2 separate regions of the Sus scrofa genome follow, and region 1 is linked to region 2. The links are chromatin contacts, called in public Hi-C maps. All regions are on one chromosome and are shown on one strand. The core of a region is the stretch at or near the end of the contact, and the rest is flanking DNA. Distances in the headings are between cores, read along the strand shown. Region 1 holds the start of ZMYM3 (zinc finger MYM-type protein 3). Region 2 holds the start of GJB1 (gap junction beta-1 protein).

Region 1 (5,784 bases), core at 1,720-4,219, 37 kb before region 2:
CCTAGCCTGGGAACCTCCATATGCCACAGGAGCGGCCCAAGAAATGGCAAAAAGACAAAATAAATAAATAAAGAATAAGCCTCAGTCTAACCAAATGGCTACCAAACAGTTTGATCAAGTTATATGTAGTCTTGCCTGTCATAAAAAATGGTAAAAGTTTGACATACAGCAGTAGTTAGTTAAGCAAAGCATGACACATACAAATAATGGAATAATATACAGACATACAATTAGGTTACAGAACATACTGCACAAGATAATTCCGATTTTGTAAAAAAAAAAAAAAAAAAGTAGGCAAAAGGAAAATAAAGGACTAGAAGGTAATACATCCAAAAGAGTTGTTGTTATCTCCAGGTATGATAGGTAGGATAAAGTGATCATTGCTTTCTTCTTCAAACTTTCTGTGCTTTCCCAAAACTTTACAGTGAACACTTACATTTTTGTAATGAGAAAAGTATTAATGTAATTAAAATGAAAGAGCTCTCATGAAGACAGGGGCTGCATTCTTACCTGTCTTATAGTGTTTACAGCACTTTAGGAGTGCTTTATAAATGGTGAAATGACAAGTGACAGAATTCAGTACTATGTCACAACTGTAACAAGGCTGAAAATGAGAGTGTTGAATTGCAGGCCACACTCTTACTCAACACCCTTCCCGTTGCCCCCCATCATTCTCTGTTAGAGCTTTTCATCTGTGGCTGATACATACTCGGACTTATCAATTGTGGGCACTTTTGGCTTACTAAAAGAGAAAATATGTATATATATTTATTTCAAGAACATGAAGGCTCCAGGGTATAAAGTCCCAAACTATTCATATACATCTATTATAATGGTAATATTAATAAGTACCCATTAAACACCTGCTATATATCAGGCAAGTGTACGTCTCACTTAATCTTTTTTTTTTTTTTTTTTCTTCTGGCCACCCAAGGCATATGGAAGTTCCCTGGCCAGAGATCGAGTCCAAGCCAGAGCTGCAACCTATGCCACAGCTACAGCAAGGCCAGATCCTTAACCCACTGTGCCATAGCAGGAACTCTACATCTCAATCTTAATAGCTATGAGGTATTATTTCCGGTATTTCTTTCCAGACTTTTTCTACATATATAGAATTTCTCTACAAAGTATTGTATTTTAACTCCTTTAAAAAATGTAACATTGGGAGTTCCCGTTGTAGCTCAGTGGGTTAAGAACTCAAGTAGTATCCATGAGGATACGGGTTAGATCCCTGGCCTTGCTCAGCAAGTTTAGGATCATATGTTGCCACAAGCTGCAGCATAGGCCGAAGATGTGGCTTGGATCATGAATAGACGTGGCTGCGGTATAGGCTGGCAGCTGCAGCTCAGATTCAACCCCTAGCCTGGGAACTTCCATATGCCGCAGGTGCTGCCCCAAAAAGAAAAAAAACATATTTTTTTAAAAAAGTGTAACATTATATCAAGGGCATTTTCCTGTATCATTTTAATAGATTTATTTTTTAGAGCAGTTTCAGGTTTGTAGCAAAATAGAGGTGAAAGTACGGAAAGTTCCCATATACTCCCTGCCCCACACCTCCTCCCTCCTTTACAGCCTCTCTTGAGGGATCAATATCCCCCACCAGTGTGGTACATTTGTTGCAATTGGTGGACCTACATTGATACATCATTATCATTCAAAGCTCATAGTTTAGGGAAGAGTTCACTTTTGGTATCCTACATTCTATGAGTTCTGACAAATGTATCATAACATGTGTTCATTACTATAGTATCATACAGAATAGTTTCACTGCCCAGAAATTCCTCTGCTCTGCCTCATTAGCTTTTTAAAAAATATTGTTGTTAATGACTACATCCACTGTATGAATATAACCAAAATTGATTTGCCCAACCTCCTACCGTACATTTAGATTGTTTTCTTATCTCTGTTTTAAAGATGAGAAAAATAAGACCTAGTGACTTGACAAGTGATGTATCCAAAATCAAATGGCTAAAAAGCAGGCAGAGTGGAGATTAGAATCCTGGTCTCCAGAGCTCACACACATTGCCTCTGAATACACACCATCAATGCCCCCTTTAGACTGTCTCCCCTCAACTTGAAACCAGGCATTCTCCACCACCAGAGAAGCCAGAGATCCAAGCATGTGTTGAGAAGGGCAGGCAATACAAAAGAACGAGGCGGCCCAACTGTGATGCAACAAAGTGAAAATCCAAAAGGAGGTAAAAGGACACAGAAATAACCAGAAGGTGGGAGATGGGTACACAGAATACTGGTTAAGGTAAAGAAAAGGCTGGGCTTGGAAAACCTGAATGGGAAAACTCTTGCTTTTATCTCTGTATATGGGAGAGAGCAAAGATAACCTCAAGGCCATGGGGGGAACAGGAAGGATAAGGTTTCTGGGAAAGTGAATGAGACAAGGGAGGATAAAACTCCCAAGGACTATAAGGCTAGGAAAGGCTTAGTATGGGAAAGAAGAAAGGCCCAGAGCAAGAGGCACGCCAGAGCAAGCACTGGACAACAAACCTACGTGTATTTCTAAAAATGTGGCGGGACTCTTGTCCAGCCTGAGCCTCTTCTAGTATCTCAGACACCAAATACTCTTCAGCCCTTAAGGGTCAGAGGGGGAAAGTGGAGAGGGGGGATTGGAAAGTGCCCTAACTCTGATGGGGACTGAGAAAGGATCCTGGCACACATTTTTTAAAGCCAGTAGGCCTAATACTAATGCCCCCTCCCCCTACCCCACTTCTCCAGCCTCAACCCCAGCCACACCCACACGCTAAGGACCATCCAGGAGGGGGAGTGTGTGTGTGCGCGCGCGCGTGCGTGCTCGTGCATAAGAGAGCCAGAGAGACAGAGACGAGACAAAAAGAGACCGGGAGAGAGAGAGAGCGCGCCAGAGAAGGAGGCGGGGAGAGGGAGAGAGGGACAAGGACAGAAAAAGAGGGAGGGAGGGAAGGAGAGACAGAGAGAGACAGACAGACAAGAGATAGAAAGGAGGAAGGAGGACTGTCGGCCTTGGTGAGGAAAACTACAGAAGAGATAACGCAGGGGGCTCCTGCGGGAAGACTCAGGGAGAAGATCCCAGAACTTACCCTAAGACCGTGGAAGGAGTAGGGGAGTGTCTTTGCAGGACCTGGTTTTGGGGTCATCAGGCAGTAACGGTTACTGCATAGGCGTTGTCACTGAGCCAGAGCCATTTAACCCGCCCTGGGTAGCTGGAGACCAGGCTTAAGACACCCCACAACTATGAGTCTCAGAATGGTTAGGGGGGCCCGAGGCTGCAGACAAGGGGAGGAGGGGCACGTGAGGGCTGGGTCCTTTGCCTCCCCCCACCCTCCGCTGTCACTCATTACCCCAGCAGTCGCCCAGGGGGCGGGCCCCGGAGAGGTGGGGTTGGGGGGAGGGTAATCTTGGCAGGCGCCTGCTGCATGGCGTAGGTAGGGACTGTTGAGGGGGGCGGACGCCGGGGGGTTGAACACGAGTGGGAAGCGGAGAGAGACACGGGTAGGGGGAGGGGACCGGGAACCATTTGAATGAGAGGAGGGGATCACGGGTAGAGTGGGCTCCAGGAGATAGGGCGGGCACGGGTGTGACGGGGGGCCAGACTCTTGAGCCAGGTAAGGGAAGCAGGTGCGTAGATCTGTTTTTTGTGGGTTATTGTACTCGGCCCTTTGGTGTAAAGGGGGTGCCGCCTTTCCCGGGGGGCGGGCTTCTGAGCTCCAGAGGCTAGCTTTTCCTTCTCAACTAACGGGGCCCCGGGCGGGGGCTCAAGCTCCATCTCCAGTGCCTACGTTCCACTCCGCAATTTCCAGGCGTCCACTGGGCTGGGAGTCTCGCGCCGGGGGCCGGCGCTGTCTCGCGAGCCCCCTCCACGAGCCAGCCAATGGGGTTGGTTGCTGGCGCCGCCCGCCCGCCTGGTGCAGAGCGCTGGGCGCTGTGAGCGGCGCTGCCATTTAAAGGGGCCGCGACCCCTGTCCCGGCTGCTAGGGAGGGAGGTGGAGAAGGAGCGCGGGGCCGTCGCTGTCTGCAGTTCTAGGCTTGTAGCGGTTACACTAACCCTGCCGCAGGTAGGGGTCGGGCCTGATCAAGCCGAACCGAACCTGCAGGCGGGAACTCGCAGTAGCCGGGAGGGGGGGGGGTCCAAGGAGAGATCGTAGCTCCAAAATGTCTTCCTGTAAATGCCTGAGGTGGGGGGTGGGCAACAGGAGGAGGACTGGGAGAGCTCTAGGAAAAGGGGACGGGGCTGAGAAAGTGGGCGACCCTGAAAGGTAACTGGGGGGAGGGGTTAGGAAGGGCAGTTTGTGGGGGCGAGGGAAGGGCTGAGAGGACCATGCAACGCGGGGAGGTGGGGGTGGGGCCAGACAGGGTGGGTAAAGACTGGGGAGCTGGGGGGCTCTAGGAGAGAGGGGAGGGGATAGAAACTGAAATCGCGGGGGCGGGAAAGGCTCCCGGTGGCAACGGCCCTAGGAGACTCTAAGGGGGCGTTCAGCCCGAGTTGGGCGGGGGGAGTGAAAGGTGAAGGGGGAGGGGATCAGGGAGTTGCAGTGGGGTGGCGGGGGTACGCGGCGAGTGGAACGACAGCCTGCCCGGCGAGTGTGGGCACTGGGCCAGGGCGGGGAACGCCTCTCCCCACAGGGGGCGCTGTATTTGGGAGGGGGGGAGTGGTCATTTGGACTAAAGCCTTTGGAAAGGTTTGTCGGTTGTGTTGGGGGCGATTCAGGAGAAATCCAAGTGGATAATGGGGTGTGTCCCAGAGCCTGTATTAGAAGGAATTCTGGCGAAGACCACCTCTTCTGCCCCCTCTTCTACCCCTACCCCCTCTTCTACCCCTAATCTGCAGCCCATATCCAGTCATCCTCATGGACCCCAGTGATTTCCCCAGTCCGTTTGACCCGTTGACCCTGCCAGAGAAGCCCCTGGCTGGAGACCTTCCAGTAGACATGGAATTTGGAGAGGATCTACTGGAATCCCAGACTGCCCCAACTCGAGGATGGGCGCCCCCTGGCCCTTCTCCATCCTCAGGAGCCCTGGACCTGCTTGATACCCCTGCTGGCCTGGAAAAAGACCCTGGAGTCCTGGATGGAGCCACTGAGCTGCTGGGGCTGGGGGGGCTGCTCTATAAAGCTCCCTCCCCCCCAGAGGTGGACCATGGTCCGGAGGGGACCCTTGCATGGGATGCAGGAGATCAGACCCTAGAGCCTGGACCAGGGGGCCAGACCCCTGAGGTGGTGCCACCTAACCCAGGGGCTGGGGCAAACCCCTCTTCACCTGAGGGGCTACTAGAACCTTTGGCTCCAGATTCTCCAATAACCCTGCAGTCCCCACATATTGAAGAGGAGGAGACCACCTCCATAGCTACTGGGAGAAGGGGCTCCCCTGAGCAGGAGGAGGAGCTTCCTCAAGGGCAGCCACAGAGCCCAAATGGCCCCCCCAGCCCTTCAGTGGGAGAGACTCTGGGGGATGGAATCAACAGTGCTCAGACCAAACCTGGGGGCCCTAGCCCCCCTGCACACCCTTCCTTGCCAGGTAGGTTGCCTGATCAGCTGGAAAATCAAGGTGAAGAGAGAGGGTCGGGGGGATAAGGAGGGTGGCTGTGTGTTTGGGGAGGAAGTGGGGTGGGGGGAGGGTGGAGAGATAAGGTTAGGAAGGAATGGAGGAGTTGGGGGTTTGGAAGGGAGGAGTGGGGTGTAGTGAAGGAGATTAAAGGGAGTAGGAGTGAGGGAAGCTCAGTGACTGTGGAGGAGGAATAGGGATGAGGTCTCAAGGAGTGGGTTGAGAAGAGTGGATTTGGTGGAAGAGGTTCCC
Region 2 (5,991 bases), core at 272-2,771:
CAGGCAGCCTCTGGCCAGGAAAGGACAGGGGGCTTTCTCTGAGATTTTCTTCTGAATTTCCACCTGGCTTTGTCAGTTTGGCGCTGCTAAGACCAAACCCCTCCAGCCCACCTCCTCTTCTGCTTTCCTTCATTGCCTCCACCCTGTGGTTCCCCAGCACCTCAGTCACTGACCAACCGCCCTGTCCCCTCTGCCCTGCCATATGTATTCTGTGGCCGGGCTTGCATCAGGGCCAGACTAGCTCTTTCCAATTTTCTCCTTTCTCGCTCCGCGGTGGTCTTTCCATAGAACTCCTGCTAATATTAGCTCCCGTACTCACTGTTTGGACGATACCCTCATACTCCTTCATCAGCTATCTGACTTCCTCTTGCTCTCTACTTGGGCTTCTTATAGCAGCCACCATTTATGCCAGGAGCAGTGTGTTCATCAGCTCTTATCCTCACAACAATCCTGCGAGCTGTGGGTTATTGTCTTCAATACACAGAGGAGGCAGTGGAGGCTCAAAGAAGCTGAGTAACGTAGTATACAGCTGGTAAGGCAGGGCTGGAGCTCAGATTAGGACTCATGTTGGCCCCTCACCAAAGCCTGGGTCCCTTCTTCATTGTTCTGCTGCATCCTCATTTATACTCCTCTCCATTCAACTCCCTCTTGTCTCTATTCTCCTCTCCTCATCTCATTTTCTAAGTCCATGCATTCTGCCGTGCCATTCCCAACAGCTGGAACAACTTTCAAACAGCTGGGGGGCCACCCTTCCTTTAGATCTCCAAATTGTCAGTTACTCCAAGCTCAGCTTGAGTCACCCGGCCTCCTTCAAGAAAATGGAAACGCAGGCTCCCAAATCTTGGCCGCACTGGCTGGTTCGCTAAGCCTGCTGAGTGCACTGTATTCATCGACCCGCAGCCCCCATGTTGGTTACATGCCTGGTTTACCTTCTAATCAGGGAAGGAAAGCAGCACCTGGCAGTGCCCCAGCGGCCCCCACCAAACCCTAAGCCTGTGTGGCAGGAAGCGTCTTAAAAGAGGCAAACTTGGCCACCCTGCACCTCGGGGGCCCCTCCAGTCTTTCTGGGGATTTGGCCCCAAGCGGATGGGGGGAATTCTTGTCTGGGGGAAAAAAAGGGAGAGCAGAAGCAACACTCAAACTGGGAAGAGGCTAAGAGTTGGGGGCTATAGAGAGAGACCAAGCAAGCCTGGCCCCTGGCAGGAGGGGCCTCAGCCGAGCTCAGAGGGAATCACAGAAGGGATCTAAGTGGCTGAAGGCTGAGCCCAAGAGAAGGCAAGACCCGGGCCTCTCCCCAGCCCCCACTTCTATCCCCCTGGGCCACACCAGCCCCCCGGGGCCCACTTCCCTCAGCCCCCAGCTTCCTCACCTGGCTGCTGCTTGCCCTTTCCCAGGGAATGTCTGCAGGCGTGTCTGCACTATGTCACTAGGTACTGTCAGCCCAGTCCAGGGGAGGGACAAAGAGCCCAGGGCTGGAGCCAGATATGGCCCATAGCCCAAGAGGAACCAGACAAACATTAACCAGCTCTACCTCCTCCCACACACAATCATTAAATAAGATTGATCCCCTGAGCTCCCAATGGCTTTGGAGAGACCGATCACATAGCCTGGAGTGACTGGCCCATCCTAGAGGAAGAGAGGCATCATTGTCAGCCATGTACCCATATTTGACCCATCTGGAAGACTGAACTGGACCTGGGCTCATCAACAGCCCTCAGCCTTACCCCACCCCTTGGCCATAGGTAGAGCAAATGTGTGGGCAAGCTGCAGAGAGGGCTCCTGTGCGGAGTTCCATCCCTTCCATCCCTTCCAGCTCCCAGCCTCTAAACTGACGTGACTCTGGGGGGTGGGGAGGGAGGCCCTGGGCAATGCTTAATGACGCCTTGAGGTCAAGGTGAGGGATGGCAGTTCTTCCCCCATGTGGCAGTACTGGGGTGTCTTTGGCCCTCTGGTATCGTCCACGTCCTGAGTGGCTGGGGGTGAACCAAAATATATCCAATCCCATCCCAGAACCCTAAAACCTCTTCAAAATTGCCTTCTACCCTCAGGGCCAAGGCAGTTGAGCCACAAAGTGTATCGTGTGCAGCAACAGATCTTGGCAATCATTAAGGTAAACAGAGAATGTCAACCATTAACTGAGGAATCAGCCCAGTTTTGAAAGAGGGTTTACCTGAAGACCCTGCTAATTCTGTGGCCTGGGTGGCGGTGAAAAAATAAGCAAAGTCACTGGAAACTGGTTCCCCTGCCTGCTGCTCTTCACCCCAGCCAGAGCTCACTGCCAGAGAGAGAGAAAGAGCCAGAGCCTCGGTTTCCCTTGGCCATACCCTGAGTACATTAATAAGTCTTTCCTCGACACCTGTTGGGTTCCCAGTACTGGTAACATGCCAGGGGCAGGTGGCAGAAGCAGGGACAACATCCCAACTCTTCTTAAGGAATGTATCAACTTCCTGAGGAGACGAGACCGAGACTCAAGAAGTTACCATGAAAAATATCAGTGTATCTTCAGTTACATGGTTCTGACTTGGACTGCTGAGGGGGTTTGAAGAAGGGGAAGAGGAGAGTAAATTTGAGGTAATCAGGGAAGGCTTCCCAGAGGAGGTGAGGCTAAAGGGGAGAAGTAAAGGATGGTGGGCGGGGAGTTGGAAAGGGGAAGGTTAGGGCTAGCATTCCAGGGAGGAGAAATAGTGTGAGTAAAGGCACAGAGATAGGACTGAGCAGGGCATGTCTGGGAGACAGAAAGGAGGAACTGTGTTGGGTGACTGTGGAAGAAACCTTCAGCCAGCCAAGGGGCTCAGAGCAGGGAGGACATTTAAAGTCAGGCAGGGAAAAAAAAAATAAAGTCAGGTAGGGAATTCCTTTTGTGAGTGTATGGTAAACTTGGTACAAGGCAAAATTGAGCTAGACACCTTGGGGGACAGGCTGAACGCTGTTCTTTGGCATTTTGCAATTCCTGCTGAGAGCACAGGTTGGAGTGGATAAAGAGGAGTAGAATTTCTTGAGTACTTAATGGGTGACAGGCAATGTTCAAAGTGCTTTGCAACTATTTCTTTGATCCTCAAAATAGTCCTCTGCAGGAGTTCCCTGGTGGTGCAGCAGGTTAAGGACCTAGCATTGTCACTACTGTGGCTCAGCTCACTGCTGTGTTATGGGTTCAATCCCTGGCCCGGAAACTCCCACATGCTGTGGGGGCAGCCAAAAAAAAAAAAAGAAAAAAGATAGCCCTTGGCAGTATGTGTTTTTTTTTTTTTTTTTAAGGGCCGAACCCACGGCATATGGAGGTTCCTAGGCTAGGGGTTGAATTGGAGCTGCTGCTGGCCTATACCACAGCTACAGCAATGCCGGATCCAAACTGCGTCTTTGACCTATATGACAGCTCACGGCAACATCGGATCCTTAACCCACTGAGCAAGGCCAGGGATCGAACCCGCAACCCCATGGTTCCTAGTCGGATTCGTTTCCGCTGCACCACGATGGGAACTCCCTGCAGTATGTGTTATTAATATTCCCATGTCCCAGGGGAATTAAGGCACACAGAGGTTAAGTGACATAACTGAGGTCACCCAGCTAGCAAGTGACAAAGCAAGATTTGAACCCAGGCCGTCTGGCTCCAGAGCTTATTTAACTGTGACATCACAGCCGATGAGCTCTATACTGGTGCCACTGAGAATCTAAGTGAGAACTGGTCTAGACGGTTCTCAGCTATCAGAAGAGGTGAAACATGTACCCGAGAACCTCCAACAAGGGAGTATGTCCTAAATGATATACGTAGATATGAGAGGCCAGAAGGCGTTCAGAGGTAGGAGTAAAAAGTAGGCTTTATTGGAAGAGGCAGAGTTGGATGTGGGTCATAAAGGAGATGGAGAGGCCAGGCATTCCAGGTGACAGGAAGCTGTGAGATGTGTTTGGGGAATGGTGGGCAGACCTGTTTGACCAGAAGAGAGAGCTCCTAGGAAGGGAAAATACAGGTCAATATCAGTGTGTACTCATTGTTTCTTGGAGTTCTGGCAGGGTTTCTCTAGGGTGCTTGTAGTTCTAGACTACAGGAAGTCTTTTAGAGTAGTTTGTAGCTGTATAAAAATACTTTTGCTAGAATCGACTTGTCCTCTGTTTATTGCTACTTGAACACATCTTCTGGACGGGGTGCTGCTACGAGAGCGAGGAAAGGGGAGAGCAGAGGGGGAGAGGAGGGAGAGGACGGGAGGGGGGAAGAGGGGAGGAAAATGGAGAGGAGAGGAGGAAACCTACTACAGCCAGCAGTGCAAATCCATTTGCTCCTGGTAAGTAGCTCATATCAGAGTCTGCCTTGAATCCTAGCAGACTTTCTTCTTACAATGGAGGTTTGGGGGGATATGAAAAGATTTTACATCAGCCTGTTTACTTCCTCAGATTCACTTGGGGAGCTCTTCATTAGATCTTGAAATCTCTAAGATAAGAGGCCCTCGGCATAAGCCTGCTGTCTCTGGTAGGGCTCAGACATCAGCCCAAATAAGGGCTTTCCACACTCCTGTTCCACTCAGGACCATGACAGTTGCTGGAGAAAATGGAAAATATTATTTAAGAGCATATCGCATCAGCAACGTCATTGCAGTTCAAAGGTTCAGACCTCATCAACAGAATCAGCAGGTTGTGGGCGCTCTGTTCACTACATCCCAGAGAGGAGAGGTGCTGGCTGCCTCAACACAGCGATCTTGAGGCTTCCCTGGATGGTATGCAGCAGCCTTGCCTCGCATGTGGAGTCCATCATCCAGCCCGTCCCAGGGCCTCATTACAGAACAAAATGTGGCATTTCGTATGGCTTTGATCAATAGGAGAGCACTGCTGTATGGCTCAGAAATCAAAGGGGACAGCTTCCAATGTAAATGTTGCTTAAGACACCCAGGCAAAACACTCTTCCCAAATGAGTCCATAGGATTAGGGAAATGGCTAATCCTGAAAATCTGCAGAACATTTCAAAAGTCCCCACCCCAGCTCAGGCTGTGGAAGGTTATGCAAACTCTTTCCAGTAAGGGCTGCTAGGGAAAGATGGAAGTTGTCCTGTATTCATAATTGATATTGGTTTTCACAAATCCTTCTCAAAGGGCACATAATTATATGAATGAGTTTGTGCCTCAGGAATTCAGATTCTTAGAAGAGGTCAAGTAGGGAGAGTTGTCAATATTTGTCCAAGGTTTCTGAAGAACTGGACCCAGATAGTGCACCAATTCATTTCACGTTAAGCATGTAACTTTTGCTCTAAGGACAGTTTGGAGCAGAAAACAAAGCAAAGTTGCTTCATCCTTTCCCCTCAAAAAACCTGAGTGTCTCTTTTGCTCAGGCCTGTGGTGCTGGCAGGATGGCCAAGTGTCGCAGTCTTCGTACTGCCAGGAAGCTCCGTAGCTACTGACGCGACCAGAATTGGCGCGATAAACAGTACAAGAAAGCCCATTTGGACACAGCCCTGAAGGCCAACCCTTTTGGAGACACTTCTCATGCCAAGGGAATTGTGCTTCAAAAAGTAGGGGTTGAAGCCAAACAGCCAAATTCTGCCATCAGGAAGTGTGTCAGGGTTCAACTAATCAAGAATGGAAAAAAATTACAGCCTTTGTACCCAATGATGGTTGTTTGAACTTCACTGAGGAAAATGATGAAGTTCTGGTTGCTAGATTTGGTCACAAAAGTCATGCTGTTGGTGACATTCCTGGAGTCTGCTTTAAGGTTGTCAGAGTAGCCAATGTCTTTCTTTTGGCCTTATACAAAAGCAAGAAGGAGAGATCAAGATCTTAAGTCTTGATGACAAAAGCAGGATAGTAATAAATTTTCATATGCCAAAAAAAAAAAAACAAAAACCAAAAAAAACCTGAGTGTGAAATATCGTAAAACCTGCCCCACATGGTCAGGACTGTGCACTCATTCTACCAACAGTAAAGCCTAAAGGTGATGTGGTGCTTCTTTGGAGCTTATAGATTTCCTGGGAGTAAGAGTATTAAGCACTGCCTTATTGACTCCCTGTAG

The links. Hi-C and Micro-C count contacts between places; a contact is called where the count stands out from the background.
Region 1: a contact with region 2 is called in a Hi-C map of liver, with 2.2 times the contacts expected there. The contact joins the promoter of ZMYM3 here to the promoter of GJB1 in region 2. A contact is called at or near these places in 4 of 47 Hi-C or Micro-C datasets (liver and skeletal muscle).

The regions. Positions count from the first base shown.
Region 1 is chrX:57,276,612-57,282,395 of Sscrofa11.1, reverse strand. It overlaps ZMYM3 (zinc finger MYM-type protein 3), which reads left to right and starts at 2,969. Exons shown (of 25, transcript XM_021080504.1): 1 at 2,969-2,997; 2 at 4,820-5,505. The coding sequence starts at 4,839.
Region 2 is chrX:57,237,520-57,243,510 of Sscrofa11.1, reverse strand. GJB1 (gap junction beta-1 protein) reads right to left here and starts at 1,521. Exons shown (of 2, transcript XM_003135162.4): 1 at 1,370-1,521. It also overlaps the pseudogene LOC110257742.